Regions from separate parts of the Rattus norvegicus genome. Here region 1 is linked to region 2. Evidence: chromatin contacts called from public Hi-C data. All regions are on one chromosome and are shown on one strand. Each heading gives the region's core, a stretch centred on a gene start, on an enhancer-like site or on the middle of the called end of the contact. The rest is flanking DNA. Distances are from core to core; before and after follow the strand shown. Region 1 has its middle 640 kb from the start of Lmo4. Region 2 has its middle 520 kb from the start of Pkn2.

Evidence for each region. Hi-C and Micro-C count contacts between places; a contact is called where the count stands out from the background.
Region 1: a Hi-C map of frontal cortex shows a contact between it and region 2, with 2.2 times the contacts expected there. The contact joins two enhancer-like sites. A contact is called at or near these places in 2 of 12 Hi-C or Micro-C datasets (Schwann cells and frontal cortex).

Annotation. Positions count from the first base shown.
Region 1 is chr2:235,296,073-235,299,023 of GRCr8, reverse strand. No RefSeq gene overlaps it. Among named protein-coding and RNA genes, the nearest start is that of Lmo4, 640 kb to the left of the region's middle. Within about 2 kb of position 1,388, at least 22 of the 93 cell types and tissues checked have an H3K27ac peak or open chromatin away from gene starts, as enhancers often do.
Region 2 is chr2:235,074,994-235,077,750 of GRCr8, reverse strand. No RefSeq gene overlaps it. Among named protein-coding and RNA genes, the nearest start is that of Pkn2, 520 kb to the right of the region's middle. Within about 2 kb of position 1,465, at least 4 of the 93 cell types and tissues checked have an H3K27ac peak or open chromatin away from gene starts, as enhancers often do.

The DNA of each region.
Region 1 (2,951 bases), core at 139-2,638, 220 kb before region 2:
AAATGATAAAATGCTGCAGTCTACTGATCAAGGAAGACATCGGAAAATTACCATGAAAGCATCCTTAGCCTGGCAGATCCAAGGTGAAGAAAGGGCTCCTTCTGCCAACCGGCAGCCAGACACTCCAGGCAGACCTAGCCGGCTCCCTTCCTCCAGCCAGATTATCACTCTATGTAACCTGAATGCTTTTCACTGCAGAGGCAGGCACTGGCACCATCGGAGGCCTGGGCTTCGTCATGTCTTCTCCTGACGCCACAGTGAATCACCATGTCCTCTGCTGAGGCATTTCAGAGGATGTTGTTTCTCAGAGTCCGTCAGATTTTCTCCAGGACTGATTCCTTTTGACAGCAAGACAACATATTAAAGACAAATATTAGGTATCTTTCAAGACATTGAAATCTCACCAAGCCAACTATTCAGGAAGACACTGGGAATTTATGAACACTTAAACACAATTGAAAAATAAGAGGTAACTCCTTCATGCTAGTTTGCTTAAGTATCTGTTTATTGAATAATGAGTATGTTATGCATCTTGGGCTGAATTAAATCTGCAGAGGTAATGAATTCCTTAGTATTAAAAGAAAAATGTAAAGATCGAAACCGCTAGATAATTTTATTATTAGGAGAACTAAACAAACAAACAAATAAACACAACCCCCAAATGTGAGTTTTAAAAACCAAGAAACTAGAAGAAGAGTAGCATCCGGTTTCAAAGCTTAGCCTCTTTATACTCCATGTAACGGCTAATTAAACATATGGCATATATTATCTGAACCACAAATTAATTTGTTTGGCTAGAGCGGGTACAAACAAATGAAAACAAAGGGAAACTGGCCATTTTAACTCAAGCCGGATGTGGACAGCTTTGCCGGCCACTGGCATTTGGTTCCTGTGTGAGCAGCTCATGGGACATTTACATCATGCCGAGAGGAGTCTCCTCTTTGAGTGGGAAAGTGAAACTGGCAAACTATGTAAGAGCACAGATGAGTGTAGTGATGGCCTTTATGACAGAAAGGAAAAGGAACTGAAATGGGGGGAAAGTGCAGAAGGGATCAGAGGGAAGAGGATGGGAGGTGGGAGGAGATAGGACAGGGAGGGGAAGATAGGATGGGAGGAGACTGATCCCAAGGCATTGAAGCCCTCCGGACAGCACAGTGAAGGGCGTCTACATCTATTTTTACTATGATGTTGACTCTTCGTCGCCATGTTTATAGAAAGACTAGCCCTTTAAAAGAAGTGCTTTACCCATAAGGGAAACTGAGAGACTACATGATATTAAGAAGAGTCACTGGAAAATCAAAACTTGGAGCCTTCAATTGATTGTTGGAGATTTTATGTAACATGTGCTTATTTTTCAAACAAATGGAGTCCTTGTCTGAAAGTCCTGTGGGTACAGGCCTGGTGCCCAGAGTAAAGTAACCAAGCGAGTGGTTAAGATGAGGAGGGCCCACTCTGGGTTAGCAGTCCATCACTCGGCGTGTCCTGCTGCCTGTACATCAGACGCAACCCTTCTTATCTGTTAAGTGCATAGAACAATTTAGACCAAGCATGCTGAGTGGATTAACTAATGATCGTGAACCACTTTGGAAATAGAAAATTCCCCATGTGCATGCAGAATTAATAATGATTAGATAACAGACTGTCCTAAATTTTACTTTTGATTCAAATAACCCTTTTCTCGATGGTGAAAGTTATGCTATTAAACAAAAGACTTTATTTTAACTAGAGGTTTTCACGGTATTTTCATTTGAGTTGAATTTCTGTTCTTCAGATCCATATTTCTGCCAATTTCTATCTCTTGTGCTTTCTCTGGCACAACCAAAAGAACAAAGTTAATAACAGAGAAAGGACAAGCTTTAAGAGCGCTGCATTTATCGTCGGCTGTAATTCTGCTATTAAATGGTCTTGGCATTTGCGAAATTCTTCTCAATCTTACATTTTTTTTCCTCAGAGGGGGGAGAAAAGCCACTGAAAACATGGAGTTTAATCCAAAAATAACCCTTCTCCACATTCTATGTTCTAAGATTTTTCTCTTGGCACTCAGAGTGTGACCTTATGTCTCCATGGGGCAATCTGCAAGATAAACTCCCTGCCTTTGTATCTTCTTAACCATTTTAGAAAGAACACATATGCATGCCCTTGTCCACACACACACACACACACACACACACACACACACACACACAGACGTGTGTGTGTGTGTGTGTGTGTGTTCATGTACCTATGAAACACAGAGGATCTGTACAGAATTATTTTTCCCTTTGATTTCTGCCTGTGGAACAGATTGAAGATTTTACTCCACTGTGATCTTCAGAACTTCCACTCAGTTGGTTCGCCTGCCAAGCGCAGTGACCAGTGCGGCCGCTCCTGATGGTGGGGAGCATATGGTACCGCTGGGAATAGTTTTGCTCTCACTGCTGTGAAATCCCACGCCTTCCTACAGAATGTGTTTGGAGGAGCAAATGGTAAGTGTTTCTCTTTGCTGTAGCTCCCCTTCCCTGCCTGCAGAACCCAGTCAGTCAGTTCCACAGCAGAAGGAAGGGAACCCTACAGACTCCTAGGCAATGGCTAATGCTCAGCTTGGGAGTTAATGGTACACGTTAACTATTTCTTCTGTCCACGGACTCATCCTGATTTTCCAAGTTCAATAATCCTAAACCAACCAGCCCTCACTCAGGTTTGCTTTATTCTCCTTCCTCTGTCTCTTTCTCTCTGTAAAAAGGAAAGTCTCAAAGCAGGGCAGGGTGTCTAGATTAAGCTGGTCACTTGTCCCTGGGTTTATGCCTGCACTGCCCTGGAGTGCTTCTGTGTATCCCTGTACAAAGCATGTTCTTTCTCTTCTGAATTTGGTGAAAGAGAACGACACTTTAGACTTTAGCTGTAGTAACTTTTCTTATTTATACCAGCTCTTCTTATGGCACTTTGAAGCTATGGTCCTTAAGACGTGCATC
Region 2 (2,757 bases), core at 216-2,715:
CTGACTGCGTACCTCCCATTCCTACCACCACATCTTCCCTCCTATGAAGACTTCCTTTCAAACTCTGTGGAAATAAACCTTCCTTCCTTAAATTGCTTTTGTTGAGGTTTTCTATCAGAGCAATAAGACAAGTCACTGACGCATAACTATGATTTGATAAGGTGTTCTTTTTTATAACTCCAATTTAAACTAAAATTTAAAATAAGAATGTAGAACCAGACGTTGGATCACAAAGTATTAAAGCAACATGGTAAAAAAAAAATCAAATGAGAACAAATCCTGATCATAATAGTAATTTGCGTGAGAGGAAGGAAAACCTTATGTTGTTATTTAGAGTAGTTTTCCTTAGTTTATTCCTGATAGTTGAACTACTTATACATATTATGTTAGGTACCAGCACATGCATGCAGTAGTACATATATAATTTATAAGGACACATATATATTTGGGGATAAGTGCCAGAAAAAGAACATTGAGTGATGTTTGAGTTGAGAATTTCGGACAACTTTTGGAGGCTGGTTCTCTTTAGCATACATATTTTGTTTCATTAAATAAGACCTCATGGATGTCATTTCAGACCCTTGTTAAAAGAGGGAAAGACTGGCCACAGGAAACTCCTTTCAATTCTAAAAGTGGTTTCGAGTCTATGAATGTGTGAAGCCTTATATTCCACCTCAGAACTAAACCAAGGAAGTGTGTGATTTTCACAGACATAAGTAAAAGTCAGTGCATTTCTTGTTCAGCCACTGGTGAACAAACATTCAAAACATTCAAAAGTTTTTCTTGAGATCCTACAGGATCCATCCCAGATGCTCAAGAAAGTAGACCCAGCTCTTCTCACCTCTACCTGCATACAGGAACCAAGCTCAGAAAGAACCCACCAGCAGCCACTTTATGATACCCCATTCCTTTAAATTTCCGGGCAAATTACACCTGTGGTTTTAAAATATCCACCAGCATGTCTTAAGATGCTCCAGCATCAGCTGTAGGCATCGTGCAGGCAGCTGCTATTCCAGCTACTCTATTCCCTCCTCTGTCTTTCTGCCCACACATTTCACAGAACCACCAGCTGACATCAAGCGCCAGGCAAAGATGATGATTTCAGAAACTTTTTGAGGTAGGTTTTCCAAATGCCAGAAAACACAGAACAAAGAAAATTAGGCCTCTGACAATCACAGTGCAAAGGAGAGAATAAGGTCACTTCTGCACCCAATTCCAAGAAAGGGCAAGTGATTTAAGATCTGTTTTGAGGACTTGTAGTTAAGAACACATTCCTTGAAAATGTGGAGGCAAAAATCATTCACATCTTCCAAACGATCCTGAGAAAGTCCTAGAAATCTCTGGGGCAAGCTTCACAGTGCCAATGCATTTCCACAGGAGAAGTCTTGAGTTTCTGTCTTTCCCCAAGGCTGCTTCTCTCCATCTTCCAAAGCAGTTCTCCTCTTAGAGCCCACAGAAGTGATGGATTATAGTACATTACTTTAGGATGAAATGTGTAAGTAAAGAAAGAACAGGGAAACACACCTACCTTTCTCATTATTACCCTTGCCTCACAGCAGGAAAGCAGAAACAATGAGAACCAAGGTCCACCTACTAGTTGGTATGGCTTGTTTCTTATGGTGGGATAATTGGCAGCATATGATGGTCTTTCATCATCATACCTTGAAAGGTCATAAATTTAGTTTGCAAGATTGTTTGCTAGTTCCCCATTTCCCGGAGTTGTATAATTCAGTGGGATCACCCTCTTACAATCTAAGCATTCAAAGTAAAGAATCTGAGCTTTGCACTAGAAAATCTTACAATTGGAAGTGTCAGTAACTTACCAGCTATGGAGGTTTGAATAAAAATGGCTAACAGGCCCTACTTATCAGGAAGTGGCACTGTTTGAGAAGGATTAGAAGGATTAGGATATGTGGCTTTGTTGGAAGAAATGTGTTACTAGGAGTGGGCTTTTGAGGTTTAATCCCATGCCAGGTGCATTCTCTCTCTCTCTCTCTCTCTCTCTCTCTCTCTCTCTCTCTCTCTCTCCTTCTCCTTCTCCCTCCCTGCCTCTCTCTCTCTCTCTCTCTCTCTCTCTCTAGATTAAAATGTATCTTTCAGATACTACTCCATTGTCATGCTTGCTGCCTTTAATGCTATGTTTGCTGCCACATTCCCTACCCTGACAATAATAGATTAACCCTCTTAACCCTCTTAAACTGTAAGCAAGCTCCCAATTAAATGGTTTATAGTTTAAGAGTTGGCCTTGGTCATGGTATCTCTTCACAGCAATGAAACAGTGACTGAGACAGAAGCCATAGGCAATTTACCTCTAATAACCAATGTTACTCGGCTGAGAACTACAGAGACCTGTTAGCAGACATTTGAAAGATGGCTAAGAGTAATGAAATTGGGATGTATAAGCAGGGACATAGTAACATGCAGTATTAGTTACTTTCTGTAGCTGTGAAGAGATACCATAATCAAGGCAACTCCTATAAAAGAAAGAATTGAATTGGGTCTTTGCTTGCAGCTTTGAAAGTTTAGTCCATGATCATCATGGTAGGAAGCAGACAGGCCTGGCACGAAAGCAATAGCTGAGAATTTTGCATCCTGATACATAGACTGCAGAACACGATGCTGCGTCTGGGCATGGGCTTTTGAAAACATGAAGCCCATCCCCAGTGACATACATCCTCAACATGGCAACATCTACCCTAACAAGGCCACACCTCCTAATCGTTCTCAAACACTTTTACTAACTGGTGACTAAACATT